Regions from separate parts of the Mus musculus genome. Here all the other regions are linked to region 2. The links are chromatin contacts, called in public HiChIP or PLAC-seq and Micro-C maps. All regions are on one chromosome and are shown on one strand. The core of a region is the stretch at or near the end of the contact, and the rest is flanking DNA. Distances in the headings are between cores, read along the strand shown. Region 1 holds the start of Kcnq2 (potassium voltage-gated channel, subfamily Q, member 2). Region 2 holds the start of Hrh3 (histamine receptor H3). Region 3 holds the start of Zfp512b (zinc finger protein 512B).

What was found. A called contact is a pair of places that touch in the nucleus more often than the background predicts. HiChIP or PLAC-seq counts read pairs in DNA pulled down with a chosen protein or histone mark.
Region 1: a Micro-C map of embryonic stem cells shows a contact between it and region 2, with 3 times the contacts expected there. The contact joins the promoter of Kcnq2 here to the promoter of Hrh3 in region 2. A contact is called at or near these places in 1 of 39 promoter capture datasets (embryonic stem cells) and 1 of 484 Hi-C or Micro-C datasets (embryonic stem cells).
Region 3: a contact with region 2 is called in an HNF4G HiChIP or PLAC-seq map of pancreatic cancer cells. The contact joins the promoter of Zfp512b here to the promoter of Hrh3 in region 2. A contact is called at or near these places in 1 of 39 promoter capture datasets (pre-B cells), 1 of 484 Hi-C or Micro-C datasets (embryonic stem cells) and 2 of 115 datasets of contacts at active chromatin or transcription factors (large pre-B cells and pancreatic cancer cells).

The regions. Positions count from the first base shown.
Region 1 is chr2:181,133,972-181,136,671 of GRCm38.p6, forward strand. Kcnq2 (potassium voltage-gated channel, subfamily Q, member 2) reads right to left here and starts at 1,318. Exons shown (of 17, transcript NM_010611.3): 1 at 826-1,318. The coding sequence starts at 1,121.
Region 2 is chr2:180,102,749-180,105,726 of GRCm38.p6, forward strand. Hrh3 (histamine receptor H3) reads right to left here and starts at 1,659. Exons shown (of 3, transcript NM_133849.3): 1 at 1,154-1,659; 2 at 1-147. The coding sequence starts at 1,403. Gm46782 (a long non-coding RNA gene) reads right to left here. Exons shown (of 3, transcript XR_001783600.2): 3 at 1,772-2,306.
Region 3 is chr2:181,590,918-181,593,770 of GRCm38.p6, forward strand. It overlaps Zfp512b (zinc finger protein 512B), which reads right to left and starts at 1,544. Exons shown (of 17, transcript NM_001164597.1): 1 at 1,504-1,544; 2 at 1-68. The coding sequence starts at 66.

The DNA.
Region 1 (2,700 bases), core at 68-2,567, 1.0 Mb after region 2:
CACACACACACTCATGTATGCGTGAAACAGGTTCGACTCTTTCTGGCTCTGCCCCAGAAGGAGTCCCAGACTTGGGGACAGGAGCAGCCCCTTCCAGGCCCAAAGCTGGCAGTACTGGGGGATAATAGTCTCTCAAGGATCTAAAGCCCAGAATGTGTAGCGAGATCATCAGCAGGTACAAAGGGACTACTTAGAGTGTAGAGAACAGGAGAGTGGGCCTCCGGAGATGAGTACAGGCAACTGCCCTCAGCCAGGGCTGAGGTGATGGGATGTTATGTCCCCTCCCCATTTCTGCAACCCGGAAGCTCAGAGAGGTAGCAAGAGGTTAGGAGGATGACTGAGATGAGGCCAATCTTCTGCATTGCCCCTACTTGGATGTCGGAGAGAACCCACGGGGATGCAGAGGGGCGAATGAGTTCAGACCTAGAGCTGAGCCGCCCTCCCTCCTAGGCGGCCCTTTGTTCCGCGCTGCGGGCCGTGGGGAGGGGCCTCTCGGGCTGAGGGGGGCTGGGGCGCCAGTACATCCCGTCCTGCGGGGGAAGGGCTGGTACAACCCAGCCTGGCGGCCGTAACCCTCCCCCTCCCCAAATAAAACAGTCCCTGACTACAGAATGATCTCCAAAGTCACTCTCCAATCCCTATCCTTTGCTTTAACCCGAGACTGCAATGCCACGACCCAAACCCCACGCCCACGACGCGAACCAGGCGCGCGCGCGGACACGCACACCAGGGCCCCTCAGTCCACCGCAGCTGCGCCTGCTATCAACCCGCGGCCCGGCCAGGGTTTCGCCAGGCCCACCGCTCACCACATCGCGGGCCACTTACACGTAGGCGTGGTAGATGAACGCCCAGCCGCGGGGCCGCTCTAGCACGTTGTAGAGGAAATTCTGCAGCTTGCGGTAGAAGGCGTTGCGCTTCGGGGGCTTCCCGGCTCCCGCGCCGCCCGTCCGCGGCTTGCTCAAAACGCTGCCGCGCTTGGGGGCCTCGGAGCCCGCGATGAGTAGCGCGCCGTCGCGTGTGGAGTCGGGCGCGCCGGGGTCCAGCCCCACGAAGCCCACCTTGAGCTTCTTTTCCCCGCTGGTGCCGGGGTACACGCCACCGTTGCGCGACTTCTGCACCATGGTGCCTGCGGCGCCCTATCGGGCGCGGGCTCAGCGGGGGCGGCGCGCGGGGGGTGGCGCGGGCCCCAGCCCAGGCCTCCGGTCCGGCAGCCGCATGGCGAGGCGGCTGCGGCTCTGCGTTCCTACCTGGCCCGGCCGCGCGCGGGGACGCTGCGGCCACCCGGCTCCGCGCGCGCCTCGGTGCCTGGCCGGCTTCCGCGAGGGCTCCTCCCGCCGCCCCGCCCCGCCCGCCTTAACCCCTACGACGCCATTGTAGTGGCAGGCAGGGAGAGCTGGTCCAGGTGTACTGCCTCACAGGACAACCCTTCCTGCTCTCCTAGCCCGGTAATCCTTGAGGGGGAGTCCAGCCCTGCCGTCACCGCTGAGAGGGCAAAGCACCAGAGTTGACCTGGAGTCGGCAAGTGGACACCTTTGGAAGGATCCTGGCCATTGTCAAGTTCGGTGTTAAAGATTCAGCCCACAAGGATCTTGGCTCTTAGCATCAAGAGGGCCAGACATGAGGAAGGCCCAGCACTTCCTCTGGGTGTGCAGGGAAATTTGTACAGGCTCTCTAAGGGTAACCAGAGCAGTGCCTAGAGCAGAATCCTTGCCCACCTCCAGGCTTACTGAGCCAACTGTACATGGTTATGGAGGAGGCACCAGCCTGGCCCACCCAGTCAGAAGAGGCCTTAGGTACAAGGTGTTTGTGGGTGGGGTGGGGGGAGGGAAGTGCTGCCCACTCCTTGCACGGGCTGGCTTTACCATCACCTCTGGGTCATCTTCCATTCAAGTCTCTGTAAAAGAACTGTAAGTTTTATAAGTCAGGTTGGAGAGATAGCTCAGTAGTTAAGAGCACTGACTGTTCTTTGAAAAGACCTGGGTTTGGTTCCCAGTACCCACATGACATTAGGAACTTAACTCCAATACCAGAGAATGCAAAGACCTCTTGTGGCCTTCTTGAGCACTGAAAGCTTGTGGTACTCATACATACACGCAGGCAAAACATACCCACTAAACATAACGTAAAAATAAACAAATCTCAAAATAGTATTTTTAAAATAACTAAATAAGTGATTACAGATCGTAGATGGCAACTGGGAAGAGCCTAGCTCATTCTATCCACCCTCCTGGGACAATCAGAGCCCAAACCGGGCAGTGGTGCTGCAAACCTTTAATCCTAGCACTTGGGAGGCAGAGGCAGGCAGACCTCTGTGAGATTGAGGCCAGCCAAGTCTACAGAGAGAGTCCCAGGACAGCCAGAACACACAGAAATTTTGTCTGGGGATGGGGTGAGTCAGAGCCCTGAGGGATAAAAGGTTCTGGTTCCCTAGGAAGGAAATGTGTTCCAAGAGGAGGCACTGAAAGGAAGGCAAAGGTCAAGGTTCTCTAGAGTTCCATAACACCAACAGATACAAACTTACTCATCTTCTCTTTTGGGGGGAAAATGGGGACACACCCTTGAAGTCGTTATGAGCCCACAAACTTTCTGGTACTGTAGAGTATGACACACACACACACAACACTGGGAAAGTTCATGGGAGAGTAAAGTTGGTGTAGAGATCTCTGCATTCCCAAGAGCTCTGCTCTCTACCTATGTTAT
Region 2 (2,978 bases), core at 409-2,908:
ATCGGTCATAGCTGATCAGCACGATGTTGAAGACTGAGGAGGCACACAGTAGGTAGTCTACCACCAGCCACAGCTTGCAGAGGCCCCGGCCAAAGGTCCAACGGCCGGTCAGCACATAGGGTACATACAATGGGATGCAGAAGGCACCTATAGGAAAGCAGCTGTGGTGGGACCATGGCTCAAGAGCTGGGGTCAGACTGACCACATAGAGAAAGGGCAGAGCCTGGCCTTCATAGGGTAGCCACCTTTCTAGGGCTAGTACTATATCTTATTTATCCTCCTAGTCACCCTGTCCCCCTACAACTGAGCAGCTGCCATCCTCCAGCCCATCAATGTCTTCTGGACCTGGTGGCAGGAGGAAGGACCTCCACATAGGGACCTCTGAACACAAAACCTGGGCTTCTGCCAGCCCCACCAACCGCCAAAAGAGGAAAATGGGATATATGTCCTCCCTGGCTTGATTGGCTCTGGAGCCGATCATCCATCTCTACCCTGGCTGTTGGACAGCCTCCCTTCTCAGCTTAAAAACCGAGAAAGCTTTTCTCTTGGCTTAAAGGGTTCTTGGCTGCAGCCGCGCCAGCCGCTCTCACCGCCCAAACCGGCTTCCAGCGTCTGGGAGACGCAGCAGCTCGCAGCCCCAACAGGTGTCTGGCGCTCCGGCCCCCACCGCGAGCCCCGCCCCCCCTCCCCCAGTTGGGAGCAGAGCTTGGACACGTGAGAACGAGCTCCTCGGAGCATTTCCCTCATCTCACCCCCCGCCTTCCCTACGGTCCCCTTCCCCAGCACACCTCCCCAAATCCCCCTTCCATGTCCCCTCCCCCCCAGCGTCCTCCCAGCATCCTGAGTCCGGCGCCGCTGCCTTTGTTTGGTTCGGCGCAGGAGCCAACGCTGCACCGGCGGTCGCTGCGCCTTGCGCCTTGCTGAGCGCCCGCCGGCTGGGGCAGCCTCCCCGGGGACATCCCTACCTAGCCCCCGTCTTGCGGCCCGGGAGGCGAGGAACTTCTCCCGCGCCCACCATCCTAAGGTTTCTAGAGCTCCTCTCCCAAGGCCGAACCCCTGAGAAGCCACCCCAGGTCGAAGCGCCAAGCCCCATTGCCCAGCCCGGGCTCCGCGCCCCTGGACTCTGGCAGCGGACAGGGTCTGGGGGCTTTACCCACGAGGAAGTCGGAGATGGCGAGGTTGAGCAGAAAGAAGTTGTTCTGGGTGCGGAGGCTCGAATCCGCCACGAAGGCGAGCATGACCAGCGCGTTGCCCAGCACTGTGGCCACGATGAGCAGCGCCATGAGCGCAGCCAGGACAGCGGTCCAGGCAGCCGAGAAGCCGCGCGCCCCGCCTGCAGCCGCCGCCTCTCCGGCCAGAGCGCCCGACGCGTTCATCAGCCCGTCGGGCGGCGCGCGCTCCATGGCCCAGCAGGCTCACAGGGCTCGGGGACACTGGGCAGGGCAGGGGCCGAGTGCTGGGTGGCCGGGCGGGGCCCCTGCTCTTGAGCCTAATCTTTGCCGGCTCTTCACCCAGCCCGGTTTTCCGGGGGGCGCCCGGAGCATGGTCCGCGGGACCGGAGCGAGAGCCGAGTCTGGAGTCCGGGAGGGTGATGCAGAGGGGGCTGGTATCGGAATCTGAGCAGAGTGGGGCGGGCTGCGCGGCTGCTGCAGCGAGAGCAAAGCCGAGCTCCAGCCGCCCGCGGCGCGTCGGTGCACCCCTAGCTCAGCGCGCAGCCAAGTGCGCCCCGCGATCGGCCCGCCGCCCCCCGCGCCCCGCGCAGAGCCCCCGCCATTGGCTGGCGCCCTCGCCCCGCCTCCGTCCCGCCTCCGCCCCGCCCGGCGCGGGCAGCACCACGGACAGCGCCGCGTGCCCGCCGGCCGACTAGAACCCCTGCCCCGGTGCGCACCGTGGCTGGCGGAGAGCCCGACTCGGGCAATAACCAGCTACAGGGCTGGGACCATGTCTGAGGTCGCACCTAGAAGCTGGTCCCTTGGCTATCCGTTCGCCCTCGTGCCCTCGCCCCTGGTGACCCCTGCCCGACCCTTGTCCGTAGCTCCTAAGCTTGTCAGGACCTAGGACACTGCCCGGGTGGGGTGGAGAATGGCTGCCCCGCAGCTCTAGGGAACTTGCGCCTCAGGACTCCCTTTCGCATCTTGCTTTGGGCAAGTAGGTTTCTGGGGTAAGAGATGTCCAAAGAAAGATTGGGGAGGGGTCCCTGAAAGTGATGCCGGGAACAGGGGTTCTCTCCAGCCTCATATGCACAGAACTGTGGGGTCTCAATCTCCACGTGGTTAGACAGAGCTCAGAACAGGGTCCAGGGTGACCTGCAAGGCACACACAGATGTGGAGTTACATAAGGGAAGAACGAGCCTGAGCGGACCCAGCCCAGAGCTGAGAACATTCACCCAGAACTCAGCGGCAGTGGGTGGAGGGGCGACCCACAAAGCAGCTTGGTTCGGGCCACGAATGCCCCCTGAGATACCTTAGTGGGGTGGTCACTGCTGCAGGGGACAGGTGAGGTCACTGAGTTCTGGGTGCAGCCGGGGTGGTGGCAGCTGCGTTAGTGCCTGTGGGAGGGGGAGGAGGAAAGCCGCCGGCCCCCCTTCTCTGACACAGATACTGGAGGTCAAGGACAGAGTCAGCAGCAGAGGCTCCCTGAAGACAGACAGACACACCCACGCTCTGACACACAGACATTCACATTCAGGGAAACAGCCACCCAGCATCAGGCTGGGACCCACGAATAGTCAGACAGCAGACAGACAGAGAACAGTGCCCGAGGGAGAGGGGAAGCAGTGACTGTCCTCTGTCACCAACAGCACACATCAGTGGATGCCTCAAAGTGGACAGAAATGTAGACGGTATGAGTGTGGGGGAGGGGGACCCCAGGCACCGCTTCAAGCACCCCACACTGACAGCCAGAGGCTGGTCATGTGAGGACCTGCCCCTCCCCCACCCCAAGTGGTTCTCTGAGAACTTTGGGCAGTGGGGACTGG
Region 3 (2,853 bases), core at 294-2,793, 1.5 Mb after region 2:
TCCAGGTCCACTTTTGCTGGATCCTTGAAGCCGACGGCCTCCTCCAACACAAAAGGATTCAGTCATCTCTGCAGAGTAAGTACACAGACCTATGAGACGAACAGGCTCAACCCAGGACTTTCACTGGGGCTATCCTAGAGGCCCTCAATATGTCTCTCTAGCCCTGACCTCCTATATTGATCACATCAAAAAGCAAGTAATGGAAGCTTCTAACTTAGAGAAGGGGGTTTGCCCAGACAAGGTCTTTCTAAATAACCCAGAAGACATGAGAAGTGTAGAAAGAGCCAAGACTCTTACTACATTTGACACCCTCACCTACACCCTCATCTAGACACACAAAGACCAAAGGCTGCTGAGGATCAGCCTGTCTTCAGAGGGTCCACGCAATTGAAGAAGACTGATAATATTCCTCATAGGGGACAATTAACACTAGTAATGGTTGCTGGCTCACAGGCAGCCACATCACCACACCTCAGGGATAGCTTCTCCTCAGAGTCCTGGCCCCTGCCATCTAGATACACAATACTAACCTACTCAGATAAGAGCCCTTGAAGACCTCTCTCTAGGCAAAGAAGCCAATATGGGTCCTGAAGGCCCATGTCCCCACCACATGCACTCATCCCTCTGGTTGGTAAAGTGAAGATCCACTAGAAATACACTTTAGTCCCATGCTGAGCTATCCTACCTGCCTGCCTTCTCAGCCTTCTGTGCAGACAGGGCCCCTCCACCCAGATGAATACACCACATCAGACCCTCAGCCACCACAGCCTAGGCAGCCACCATTTCTTCTTATTTTCAATAGCTTCTAGGTTCCCTGCCTAGGAAGCCACTTCAGCTAAACAAGTTATAGTCAATACTGGCAAGCAGAGGCTATAGAGTATGCATGCTGCTGCCCTGGGGTTGGGCCTCTGGGGACTGTTCTGCTTGCAGCATCACATACCCTGAAAACCGAGGAAGGCTCTAAGCATAGAATGGTGAGGCCTCGCAGAGGCACCCAAAGCCACAGAAGGGGGCGGTACCAAAGAGCAAGGTTCAAGCAGGTGAGTCCTCTCCTAACAGTTTTTGATCAACTCAAATCAGAGGGGATGTGTAGGGGCTGCGTTATCCAGGAGGTCTAAGGTCAATCACCGTTCATTGCCAAGGACAACACCCCCATCCTGGGCCTAGGGGAGGGGAGGGGAGGGGAGGGGGGGTCTGAAGTCAACTAAAGTTCTCTGGATGTCCTCGTTTTGCAGCTTCATAAGGAAATGAGTTATCCAGAACCCCGATTACATTTGAGGTCCGGGTTATACGGCCTGCTGCAACCTTCTAGTCTTTCAGAGTTAGGGGTAAGGCCTGGCCGCCGGAGTAGGAAGAAAACCCCTCCTCCACCTGGGGTCCCTGCGATCTCCCTTGTAGCCTCCAGGGAGGAGGGCGCTGCCGCGGACGCAGGCCACTCCGCCCGGCCCCGGACGAGCGCAGCCAAGAGGCGCACCTGGAGGCCCGTGGCCACCCACCTGTCACCTGAGGCCGGACGCGGGCTGCAGCCTGGCCCGGAAGCGCCGACCGCGGGGGGGCGAAGGCAGTGAACCAAAATGGCGACTTTTTCTGGAGGAGGAGGCGGGAGGACGGCGCCGACGCGGGGAGCGGGGCGCGGCGCGGGTCCGGGCGCGGCGGGGAGGCGGGCTGGGCACAGGGCTGGTGCGGGGCGCGTGTGGCGCCGGGGCCGCGGTAAAGCGGGCAGGGCCGGCGCTTACCTGCAGCGCCCAAGGGGTGCGGCCGGGCCAGGCCGGAGCCAGAGCCGGGCCGGGGCGCGGGGCGCGGGGCGCGGGGTCCGGGCGGCGCACACTCCGCGCCGTGCTGCGCACATGCGCGCTCCCGCCCCTCCTACCTTTGACAGTTTTACTGCGGGGGGGAGGGGGGCGAACTCTCGCGGTATTCACGCGGCCGCCGCTGCGGGGAAGGGGCCGGTGGGGCCGTTCCGCCGCTCCGGGCAGTGCGGTCCGTGGCCCAGGTGGTCCTGGCCTCCAGGGCCGAGCGATCGGTCACGCGTGCCTTGGGCAAGAGTCGCTTTGTGGACAGTCCAGTAAACTGAGGCACGTCAGGAACTCTGGACACTACCGCAAATCCTGCCTGACGGATTAAGCAACCGGTGTGGTTGCGCTGGCTGAAGTAGATCCTATGAAGGGTTATAGGACATCTGTAGGCTGTCAGGGGGCACCTCAGCCTCTATCTGTCCCTTAGGCCACCTTAATCTAGACACGAAGACCGATAGGCCTTATTGCGGTCACTGGCTATTGAATCAACTTCTCCCTTCTTTGTGAACAGTGTGGTCCTAGACCAACAGCCAGTAAGTATCTAACTTCTCTGGCCCCGAGCCTGGGCTGCTAGTGTAAGATCTAGGGGGTGGGTGGGAGGATGACAGCACAGCCCACACAACTTGGAAATAAATGAGGCAGAGAAATAAACACCCTTTTGACAGACTAGGAAGGGGAAATAAATGAGGCAGAGAAATAAACACCCTTTTGACAGACTAGGAAGGGCCAACTGGCTGATAAGGAGGTAGAATGCAAAGCCTGGGGCTCCACAGGAGCACTCAATAGGGAAGGGAAAAATTCAGCTTTCATTTGAGTCATAATACTGTTACATGTTCTCAGCCATGCCCACTGTTTTTTTTTTTTTTTAAGATTTATTTATGTTATGTATGTGAGTACACTGTAGCTGTCTTCAGACACATCAGAAGAGGGCATCAGATCCCATTACACATGGTTGTGAGCCACTATGTGGTTGCTGGGAATTGAACTGAGGACCTCTGGAAGAGCAGTCTGCGCTCTTAACCACTGAGCCATCTCTCCAGCCCCCCCCCCCCACTGT